Regions from separate parts of the Mus musculus genome. Here region 2 is linked to region 1. Evidence: chromatin contacts called from public promoter capture Hi-C data. All regions are on one chromosome and are shown on one strand. The core of a region is the stretch at or near the end of the contact, and the rest is flanking DNA. Distances in the headings are between cores, read along the strand shown.

What was found. Promoter capture Hi-C pulls out the DNA fragments that hold promoters and counts their contacts.
Region 2: a promoter capture Hi-C map of liver shows a contact between it and region 1, with 5 times the contacts expected there. The contact joins the promoter of 1700057H15Rik here to the promoter of Mtf1 in region 1. A contact is called at or near these places in 3 of 39 promoter capture datasets (embryonic stem cells, liver and stem cell-derived epiblast-like cells).

The regions. Positions count from the first base shown.
Region 1 is chr4:124,800,727-124,806,540 of GRCm38.p6, forward strand. It overlaps Mtf1 (metal response element binding transcription factor 1), which reads left to right and starts at 1,823. Exons shown (of 11, transcript NM_008636.4): 1 at 1,823-1,917; 2 at 3,934-4,389. The coding sequence starts at 3,985. Inpp5b (inositol polyphosphate-5-phosphatase B) reads left to right here. Exons shown (of 24, transcript NM_008385.4): 24 at 1-785. The coding sequence ends at 95.
Region 2 is chr4:124,483,749-124,489,536 of GRCm38.p6, forward strand. It overlaps 1700057H15Rik (RIKEN cDNA 1700057H15 gene), which reads right to left and starts at 2,211. Exons shown (of 4, transcript NR_040774.1): 1 at 2,179-2,211.

The sequences.
Region 1 (5,814 bases), core at 573-3,072:
TGCTCCGGAACCCAGCTCGTCACCAAAAGCTTGACATGGCGGAAAAGAAGAAGGCCCAAGAGTTTATTCACCAGTTCCTCTGCGGTCCACTCTGAGCCTCACTACTCCTCTCCTGTTTTCCTTAAGGCAGCCACAATTGTCAGCCCCACCTGTTTCAGCTCAAGAACTGCCTTAAGCTGGTCTGAGGCTGCTGGAAGAATGGCAGCCACCTGTTTCTTCTACCTGAGCCTAGACCTGCCCCTTCTCCATGCCATTGGCTAGCACACCCATGCTGACTTGTGAAGACATGGGGGCAATCCACCATAGTAGAACTGACGTTCCACATTCAACTCTAGTTATTTAACACAAATAGCTCCCTATTCATTTTTATTTAAAAGTTTTAAGTAACTGTACTTTGCCTTATTCAGCCAGCCTCCAGGACATGCAGTCAGTGAGTTCCCCATATCCCGTACTGAGCATCTCATGGTCAGATACTTGGACTAACTGAAGTCCCTGAAGGAGAATGGCTTGGGGCGGCAGGACTCTGCTTAGAGGTTCCTGGATAAACAACTTTTAGCCATCCAGATGCTTCCACTGTCCAAGCCGCAAACATGTTCATGCATAGGGCACCTGTTCCCTTTCTGCTCAACTCCAAGGCCTCTCAGTCGCCCCCAAGAGCACTGAAGAAAGGGGGTTCTGGTGAAACAAGTGGGATTTTGTAGGATATTCAGTCCTCCCAACTGTATATAATGCAGCACCTCTCATATATGTAATATATTTTAATGAAAATGTATTTTTAATGGTGACTATGGTTCTCTCTTTTTTTAGTTATGTGTATGTGTGTGGTGGTGGTGGTACATGCATGTGTGAATGTGCTAGGAGAGGCCAGAGGCTCAGATCTCTCTGAAGCTGGATGTGAGCCATCTAATGTGGGTTCTGGTTTCAAAAGAACTCTAAGGTCAGAGCAGTCAGTTGGTCTTCTCTTCCCCAATCCTCCTCTCTCAAGAGATGGTAGTTCCTGGCAGCTAGTCCTTTGTGGCTTAAGAACAGAGCAGCTGATCTGTGGCATGCTGGTGCGCCAGAGTCACTTATTCAACCTTACTCAGAGGGAATGGCACAGCAGTTTGGGCCTGAACCCTGATCTAGCCTCTAAGAGCACTGCTCCAACGTAAACATTCGAGAGAAGTCGTTCATGGGGTAAATAAGCATTAGCTTATGTGAGAGTCTAAAAATTACATATACAGGAATATAATAGAAACACGAGAAAAGTATCTTCTTGGGCTTTGAAATATTGCTACCACCGAGTGGATTTCAAGGGTGGGTAGGATAAGTGTTAAGAGCTGACAGGGGACTGGCCAGTAGGTGGCGCTGACCCTTTCTAGAGCAAAAACCCTCCTTAAGGAAGGTTGGAACCGCTAGCTCCCGCGGGCGCGTGAGAACGAGAAGTTTCTGGAGGGCTCTGCTCAGCGTTCCGGTCCTGGGGGGGAGCCTCAGCCAGGTGAACTATGCTGCGTGGGTACAGTGGGGCGAGGAGAGGGATGCCGTGGGCTGGCCTACGCATCTGGAAGGCGGCGGCTGACTGCAGCCTTCTTGCTGCAGCTGTGGACGCAGCTGGGGCTGAGAACACCTCGACTTCACCGCTGATGTCGCGTATCCTCCCGCGCTCGAAACAGCCCGCTCTCTATGGTCAGCTTCCCGGTGCGGCACCGGAGCGCCAGACTCCACTCGCTCCGCCCACAGCCCGCTGGGGAGAGGCGCGGTCTCAGCCCCCTGGAGAGTAGAAGCCAATCACGAACAGCAGCAGGCCCAGGGCTCCCCGGGCCTCTCCTTCCTCCGGAAAGCGGAAGCGGAAGTGACGCTAGGGACAGGTGGGGGCAATCATGGTGCCGCTTGGGAGGGGAGAAGCTGCTGCTGCCGCCGTTGCCGGGAGCCGCGGAGGTAAAAGCAGAGGCTGGACTCGGCTGGGGCTGGAACTATCCGGGGGGTGCGGGACTGGGGCTCCCTGCCGTAGCCATTCCCGGCTGAGACTTCATTCCACTCACCCGAGGGACCCCACCCCTCCTCCGTTTCCATGGGGATGGGTATCCAGCCCCCCTTCTCTGTTTCCATGGAGACCCGGACCCTGCCCCTCTTAGCCCAGCTCGTAGCCCCCAGACTGCCTCGGGGTTTTTCTCTGTAGCCCTGGACTAGGGGTGCTTTCCCGGTCAGGGTCCTCATGCTAGTCTCTCAGAGGTGCTGGGTTCGCAGTCCTCGGCCACCCTCACACCTCCTGGTCTTGTTACAGAAAGTTGGTCTCTGCGTTTCCCGGGGCAGCCCACCGGGTCTCTTATCTCTCCTCTCAGACACCGAGAAACGTGTATTTCTGGGGTTGCGTAAGCAAAGGTTCGGGCTGGTTCCTCTCAGATTAGATCCCTTGACCTGTGCCTGGTAACTACCTCGCCTGCTTGTCACTCCGGCTAGTAAAGGCTCACTTTGCCGACTCTTGAGCTGAAGAGAAAGTGCAGAACCAGGTTGAGAACTAAGTGATGTGCTGGTTATTTTAAATTCTCCTTTTGTGTCTGCCAAACCCACATTTGTAGAACCTGTGTGTTTTCGGGTGAAGGAGGAATCACCATTCCAGACCATGAAAGCTTCAAATTTGGTAATTTCCTCAAGAGGCTATCTTCAAAAAGAGACCGTCTGCATGTCTGTCATTCATTTTGCTGATATTTCCTGAGCTGCTCGTGTCAGTATTGCTTATGTTAAGTCAGCCTTTCGGGTCAGAAAGCCTAGTCACTCTGTACAAGTGTACTCTCTGGTCCAGATCATGTTTTACGATATAAATAATTAAAGTGATTTGCATCAGCTACTCCTTATTAGGGTTTAGCCCCTCCACCTGATGTGTTCTAGAAATGACAGAAGGAAGCCACCCTTTTTCTTTACCTGCAGTTTCTCTTTCTGTATGAAACAGGAAGCCCTGGTCCCACTGTAGAAAAGCAGGCACGGATAGGTTGTCCAAGCAGTAAAGGGCAAAAGGAGGGTTTGGAGGTGGTTATGTTCAGAGTGTTGTTTCTGCACCACCAACTACATGAGGCCGTGGCACTGCCTCACGGTGTGTTTGCGGGGAGGGAGGGCATTGGGACGGGAGCACCTCACTGAAGGTTTGTAGCCACTCTTTCTTTAAACAGCCACCTGTTTGCTCTTTTATCCTCCTTAGCTTCATAGATCCATCTTTAAAGTATGTGACAGTAGAAGGTCTTGTGAATGCCAACTTTGAATTTTTTGGGGGAAAAAAAAAGATTTGCTTTTTCCTTGTCAGTGACTGATTGTGTCAGATTTTAAGTATTTCCAAGGAACATAATTTTTTTTTTTTGCTTTGGTTTGCCTCTGTGTGATTGAGTATGTGTGTTTGATTCTTTTGAGACTGGGTTTCTCTGTTTAGCCCTGGCTGTCCTGGAACTCACTCTGTAGACCAGGCTGGCCTTGAACTCAGAAATCCGCCTGCCTCTACCTCCCAAGTGCTGGGATTAAAGGCGTGCGCCACCGCTGCCCGGCATGCGTGTGTGTGTGTGTGTGTGTGTGTGTGTGAGTGTGTGTGTGTGTGTGTGTGTGTGTGTGTGTGTGTGTGTGTGTGTGATTCTTACTGTGTATCTCTGGTTCACCTGGAATTCAAGAGAGATCCAGCTTACTCAACCTCTCAGGTGCTGGGTTAAAGACATTCACCACCATTCCTAGGCCTGGATTGCTCTCTCTCTTTGTTTTGAGACAGGGTCTCACCACCAACTCTGGTTGGCCTGGAACTTGATATGCAGACAATGCTGGCCTGGAATTCTCAGAGGTCTGCCTGCCTCTGCATTCCAAAGTCTGGGATTAGCACTTTGCTCTTTAAAATGAGGGAAAGTGATCCCTAAGGATCCCTTGAGGACATAGGTGTGTCTTGGGCTGTGGTTCTAACTCTGGTGTTATCTATTGCAGAAAGGCCGTTACCTTTCCATTTCTCACAATTGGGCTGAGCACACGTGAGCCATGGGGGAACACAGTCCAGACGACAATATCATCTTCTTTAAGGGAGAGGAGGATGACCTAACCCCGCATGACAAGATGCTCAGGTTTGTGGATGACAACGGACTGGTGCCTTCCTCATCTGGAACTGTTTATGATAGGACCACTGTTCTCATAGAACAGGACCCTGGCACTTTGGAGGATGATGAAGACGATGGACAGTGTGGAGAACCCTTGCCTTTTCTGGTGGAAGGTGAAGAGGGCTTCTTAATAGATCAGGAAGCAATGTCCCAGGGTTACGTACAACACATTATCTCACCAGATCAGATTCATTTGACTATAAACCCTGGTTCCACACCCATGCCAAGAAACATTGAAGGTGCAACTCTTACTCTGCAGTCGGAATGTCCAGAAACGAAACGGAAAGAAGTAAGTAAAGCCGCAGATGAGGCCGGTGTGGCTTTGGGGCGGCTCCTTCCACATCGCGCTGGCAGGTTTAACTGGGGGTTAAAGGAGCTCCTGGGCTTAGAGCCTTCTGTAGTCTTGCCTGTCAACAACACATCCGCTTCCTGTTTCGTTGTGACTGCTTTCTAGAACTTTTGGATTGTATGGCCACATTGTAATTGAGGAATACTACATTGTAATATCTCAGATTTTCCTCTCCAAATCATAAATAAAATAGAAATTTCACCAAAGTGAATTCATGTTTATACTGCGAAAGTAACAGCATGGCTTCTCTGATAGCCAAGTGACTAGATTTGTGTGTAATAACTAGAGCTGGCTGTAAGTGATTTGTTTTGGAGACGCCTGTAGGAATATGTTTGTTAATTTAGTGAATATTTAATGGATAGTAAAAGGAACTTTGTATAATCCAGGCAAGAATCCACAAAGGAGATGAGATTAGCTAAAGGTGGTCACACTCACTCACGTTCAGGAACTGTGCATGATGGAATGCCTTTCAGGGTAGCTTGGAAACCGGAAGGCATCTCTCTCACAGGTTGTAGTTCTGCATTCGGATGAAAGGAATGCTACGGCGTAAAGGCAGGCATGGCAAACATCACCCAGGAACTAGTGCTGCGAGTTAATGTGAAAAAACCAGGTCCCTGGCAGTTACAGTGCTGAAGACTAACGACAGGTACCGGCAAGCAGAAATAGGCTTAATTTCCTGAGGAAACAGTTTCCTTTTCTGATGCAATGAAGGTTGGAAATTATATACAGCTTGTACAAATGACTGCCTCATGACATTTCTCTTTTCCTTTTTAACCTTAGAATCTCAGCATTAAGGTTTCAGTTAAGGGTGGAATGCCTGCCTACCATTCAGGAGGGATTGAGCCTAAGGCCTGCAAATCAATGAATAAGTAAATACCTAAGAGTTGTAAATACCATAGAGAGACCATCATGTCCTCCCTCCCAGTGCACAAAACAATCCCTATAGCCTTGCTGACTCTCTTCATGGATCTGTGCTTGAAATCTTCCAGAATGGCAAGAGCACAGGGTTTTACAGCTCAGTCCAGCGCGTTTGTTGGCCTGCTCTGCTAGCTAAGGAGTGTTTGCTTGTGTAGGACTCAAGTCTGCCTTCTTGTGCTGCTGCAGCCTCCGGATCTGTCCTGAGAACCGTTCTCCTGTGGGGCAACCTCACATACTTAAAGGTTCATCGTGGTTTTTGGTACAAGCTAGCCATCTACACTCAAAATATCTTTCTGATGGCATTTCTTCCCAGCCACCCATCAGTTCGGTTGCCTTTAACTGAAGGAATTCTAGCTTTCCAAAGTCCTTTTAAAATCCAGAGTTGAGCATAATCTCCCAAGAGTGAGTCAGCCTGGCCAATCGTGTGGCTCTTATCTCTCTCTTCAT
Region 2 (5,788 bases), core at 961-3,460, 320 kb before region 1:
CCTTTCTGTACAGCAGTATTTTTCTGTCAGGTAGGGGAGGCAGCCCTCTTCATCAGGATAGGGACAAAGAAAGGCTACTGAATCTGCCCCTAGTGTGAGTAGTCTGCCAGTGATCCTGGGAAAACCTGTAGGACCACCCAGAGTAACAAATAGCAGAGATGGCCTGATTTATGCTCAGGGTAGATTCTTCATCCTGACAGATTGTCACCTGCCCTGGCTGGACTCTCCATGAGTCGATTGATTATTGATCATTCTGCCAATAAGTCAGCAAGGGATTTACTGAGCCACATCCACTAGGTACTTAGTGGGAGTTGCCCTCTGCCTGCCGGCCAAGAAGCATTGGCTGAGAGGCTCGTCATCAAGATACAGCAGAACAGAAGAAATGGTGTCCCTTACTGTGCACATGGCTGTGCGTTCTAGATGCCATACAGATACAGGTACTAACTCATTGCCCCTCCCCCTTTTTTCTCTGTTTTGTTTGTTTTTTTGGGTTTTTTTTCTGGTTTTTTTTTTGTTTGTTTTGCTTTGTTTGTTGTTTTTTGTTTTGTTTTGTTTGTTTGTTTGTTTGTTTGTGTGTAGCCCTGGCTGTCCTGGAACTCACTTCGTAGACCAGGCTGGCCTCTAACTCAGAAATCCGCCTGCCCTCTGCCTCCCAAGTGCTAGGATTAAAGGCGTGCACCACCACTCCTGGCTCCTCCTCCAGCCTTGAGTTCCCAACATCTGCCTGCCCACCATGGTGTTTCATAGCTCACGCTCATGCAGTTCTCTTGCCCAGAGCGTCCTGCCCATCCTCATTCAGCAGACTGAACTCAGTGCCCCTCCCACCTGTTCTCAACAGCACCAGGCCAGGCTGAGAGGACAAATGAGTCCTGACATTCCCCTGGCTTCACCCATGGCAGACATCATTAATGGATCACAACATGATTCTGAGAACTTTGCTGGGCTTAGCTGGACCTGCCTGCCTTGAGAGCACAAAGTGGGTGATTAAGTCAGATGTGAAATGTGGGAGCACAGCATAACGCCAGGGGTGTGCAGCACCACTCTGCCTTACAAGGTCCCTGGCCTGCCCACATCCTGTCACTTGGTGGAGCTGGTGGTAGGAGGGGGGAGGATGTAAGAGAGGAACAAGAAGGTGAGGGACCGTTTCTAGAAAAGAACACCACCTGACAAAGGAGCAAGAAAGAGTGACCTCTCCCCCTCTGCTTGCAGCCAGGCTGGGCTGTTACCGGGGCTCCTGGAAGGCCAGTGGGCAAAGCCTCTACCAAAGATTCCCTGCTTCCTAAGCCTCAGTGCTGCTTGCCTCCGACAGGTCCTCCCATGCGCACGGGCACTGCGCATGACATCATACTCTTCAGTGCTGCTTGCCTCTGACAGGTCCTCCCATGCGCGCACGGGCACTGCGCATGACATCATACTCTTCAGTGCTGCTTGCCTCTGACAGGTCCTCCCATGCGCGCACGGGCACTGCGCATGACATCATACTCTTCACAGCTCCCTCCTCCAAACACCCAAGGCAGGTGACACAGTTGCACTCACTTTTCATGGGAAATGAAGCCATTTGTCAAATGTCCACATGTCCCGCTCCGCAGCTCAACCAGGGTTAAGCTCTGAAAGGGATTCAGCTACTCAGCCTCTTGACTCTGAGGTTCCCCGTTCCCAAAGTGCATCTTGCCCTTTTGCCTCCATGGCTGCTAGCAGTCCCCTGGAATAAAAACTAGATGGTGTGTGTGTGTGTGTTTGTGGATGTGTGATTGTGTCTCTGTGTGTCTGTGTACAAGTGACTGTGTGTGCGTGTGTGTGTGTCTGTGCATGAAGGACTGTGTGTTTATGTGTGTGCATGTGTGTCTGTCTGTGTGTGTGTGTTTGTGTGTGTGTGTGTGTGTGTGTGTGTGTGTGTGTGTGTGTGTAGGAGGGATGTGTAGGGGTGGGTAGCCGTGCAAGCTGGGGACTGGGCAGAAGTCCTAAAGATTCACAACAGCTTATATAGATGAAAATAAACTACTCTAAAACAAACAAAAAAAAGTACAAAAACTAAATAGTGTGTGCCTGCACGCACCTCACTCCCTCCCCAGACACCAACCTGATTTCTGCCCTCCCATCCCTCTGGCCTCTGCCCTCCAACCCCCAAACACCCTTCAGAAATGCCTAGGAGAAGGGAGGGGCAGGAGGCTCCCTCACCTCAGGGTCTTCTGCAGTGGGAGCCTCCTCTCCTCTTTTTCTGAGGACAGAGCGGTTTTCCTTGTGCTCTATGTAAATGAGCTGTTTGTGAATGTGCATCTGTAATGGAGGAGCTGTCAGGTTGGGCTGGGGGGTTGGCTGCGACGGAGGAGGACAATAGATTCTGTGCTCAGAGGTCAGGCGTGGGGGGAGGGGACTGCTGGCTCCGGAGACTGGGGAGAAGGAGCCAGATGCAGGGGTCGGGGACAACATGCAGGGATGAGGCCCAGGCTCCAGTCTTGCTGAGACCTGGGGCCTCAGGCAGGGAGGTGGTAAAGAGCCGGGAGCCTGTGGTGACAGCTGGGCTGGGGAGGGTGCCATGTGCCAGGGTGAGGAGGAGAAGCCCGGGGCACTGGGGCAGCTGGGGCACACCCTGGGTGCCAGGAAGAAGCTGTAAGGCAGCCTAGGAGCTGCTGCTTTGGAAATCAGGAAAGACTCCTGTAAGGGACCCGTTTACCCCGTGCAGGGCCTCTATGCAGGATGGGACCCACTCTGGTCTCACAAAGCACCAAGCTCAGAGCAGCATACAAGCTATTCAATCAGCGGTAGTGCTGCAATCTAAGAATCCAACGATAAGCCCAAAGAAAACCTTCATTTAGCCTAAGGAGAAACTGGGGTGTGGATGACAATGACAAGGCCCTAGAGTATGATCAGAACCCCATGGTGGCGGTGGCGAGGAACAGCAGGGCTCCTTGAGGGGCCTCTGAAGACCAGCTTCACCCCAAATCCACAGGTTCTAAGGCAACCTCACTGGCCCTGAAGCCTGATGCCCTGGAACTTCTGTGAGGAGCACAAGGGAACCTCAAGAACTCTCTGGTCTCCTCAGTACAGGTTCGGGCCCGGGGCTTGTGTGGCAGCCACAGGTCACTCAGTTCAGATTTGTGAAGTGCAGCCTCTGGCCGCTACTTGGAAGAGACAGGCAAGAAGCAGCGGAACCCAAACACAGGCTGTCAGGACAGCAAGTGAGGCAAAGGGAAAGAGCGTTGTGCAGGTGGAAACAGAAATGAATGGACCTTTTTAAAGGTATCCCTCTTGAGATGAAAGAGATGGATGCTCAGCTGTGTAAAGGAAGAATATTACAAGCAGAGAGAGAAGCAGGTCTGGAGCTCTGGTGAGACGGCCTGAGCATCCTTAGGTCAGGCAGAAGTTTTCCAGTCTTTGCTGGACTGACACAGTTGAGCTTCTGCATGCCAGAAGCTCATGGTCACGCAAGCTTCCCTGGAGTCAGTGGCTTCGTGTTCTTGTCTCAAAGAGTATAATTCTAGAACAGGAGGGTGAATTGATAAAGGGTTTTATTATACAGCTGTAGGTGGGAGCTTGTGTGTTAAGACGCAAGCTCCTGGAAGTAAGGTACCATCAAGGGTCCCCACCTTAGGGTTAGTGAGGCTTTGCTGAATGGAGGCACGGTGAGCTTGGAGAATGAGCTAGTTGGTCGCGTCACCCTTCCACAAGGTGTCCGGGTGACTCTTCATTGCTGTGTCCTCATAAAGTTTCCAGGCAGAAAGCTATAGTTTGTAAAAAGGAGGAGAAAAAAAAAATGACAAGAACCCGGACCAGAAACCAAAGCACCTGTCTGGCATTCTTAGCCTTGGGCCAAAGCAGAACCAAGGCCACTTTGGCTTCGGACCAATGACAAGAATCAGGAGGTTATTTTCTTTTCACATCATGTGTGCATGTGTGGAAAAGCTTGTGCACATGTGAATCAGATGCCTGTGGACCCCAGAGGGATCCCCTGGAGCCGGAGTTACAGCAAGTCGTGAACTGCCCAATATAAGATAAGAACCAAATTTGTGTCCTCTTCAGGGGCAGTATTTGCTCTTAGCTACTGAGCTGTATCACCAGCCCCAGAGGACAAGAATTACAAGTTCTGGCCTGGGGAATGGGGGTGGGTGTGGTCGTGTCCTGCTGTAAAACTGCCTGAGTGGATTTACTCCTGTTCTCTATCCCTGGATGAAAGGAGAGAAGAGGTTGAGGAAAAGCAAGGTGCTAGTTTAAAAACCAAAACCAACAACAACAAACAAACAAACAAACAAACAAAACCCCTGCTCTTGCTGAGAGTAGAACAGTTGGCAAATCAGAACGGACCAAACTAACTTAGGTTTGTGGACTCCTGGTTCTCTGGACTCCTGGGTCTGTGGGCTCCTGGGTCTCACTCCTGCCCATTCAACCTTGTTTTGTTTTACCCCAGCTTTCTGCCATGTTAGCAGACTCCAAGTGAGCTGCGCCCCAGCCACGGCTAAGGAGCCAGATCTGCAGCCTGAGAGTCCTCCAGAGTCTCTGCATACTCTGCTTGTGCCAAGAAACAGCACACCAAAAGGCTAAACCACCATAGATTCTGACATTTGGATTCATTAAATAGATGAAGGACACCCCCCCCCCAGAAGTGCAGGAGAGTTGGCATACCACGGGGCAAGCTTCCACAGATAAGAGAAAACCCGGGATCACTTCTTTCTATGACTTGCCCTGTCACCAGCTGTTCACTAATTTTTTAAGCTATTGTATTGGTGTCCTGCACCTAGAAGACGTCCTGGGACCAAGCCTGTGGCTACACATATTACAAAAGTCTGTGCTAGCCCAACTTAGTATTATGCTCATGACATTTGCTCTCCCGGTCTCACTCCCCTCTGTCTCACTCCCCTGGATTACATGCTCCACTAAATGTGATCATAGAGTCTCAAAGCCCAGTTTCTTTTCTGGGAACCATGACTAATGTAGTTGATAGTAGTCAGGGTCCTATAGAGTAGGCCTAGAGATAAGATTTAGGAGTTGCATTGCCCACCCATCTAAAGACAGAAAAGGACCTCATTGCTGGTGGATTGTGGGAAGTGACTGTCTATGGGATGCAGTTCACAAATACTTAACTGTTGTTCATGGAAAGACCATAATTTAAATATGAAATGTCCCACATAGGTTCTCATGTTACTGGCTTGGTCTCCAGCTGGTGACTGCTATTTTAGAAGGGGCTCGCAACGTTATTTGGGGAGGCTTAACTGCAAGAAGTTAAGTCACTAGGAGTGTGTCTTCAGGAACAATATCTTGTCCTGACTCCTTCCAGAACCCATCCCTGCTTCCTGGCAACCATGGGTGACTACTACAACCTCCCAAACTTGTCTATCTATCTGTTTGTCTGTTTGTCTTACTTACAAAAGGCCCACAATGATGACTTGAAACTTCTGAGAGTAGAGCTAAAATTAACCTTTTCTCTCCAAAATTGTTTCTCTCAGGTGCTAGTCATGGTGATGAAAAGTCTGACTGGCATGTAGAGGCGGGATGAGACACTGGACTGGCAGAGACTGAGGTACTTTGCTGGTTTGGAAAAATTTATTATTGAGGATTGTGGTAAAATCTGGGTGCTTTTGATAGCCTCTAAAACTCTGCAAAAATTAAATGGTGAGTGCAGGGAAGCTAATTGGTGAAGGCATGCTTGGGAGGCCAGAGGATCCCATGGCATTTTTAGAGGAGCTGAATCACCAGCAGCCACAAGGTAGGTTGTGCTGAAAATTGAACCAAGGATCTAATTATAAGGGGTAGACCAATGAAGGGAATTAATGATTAATGCATTTCATTTACA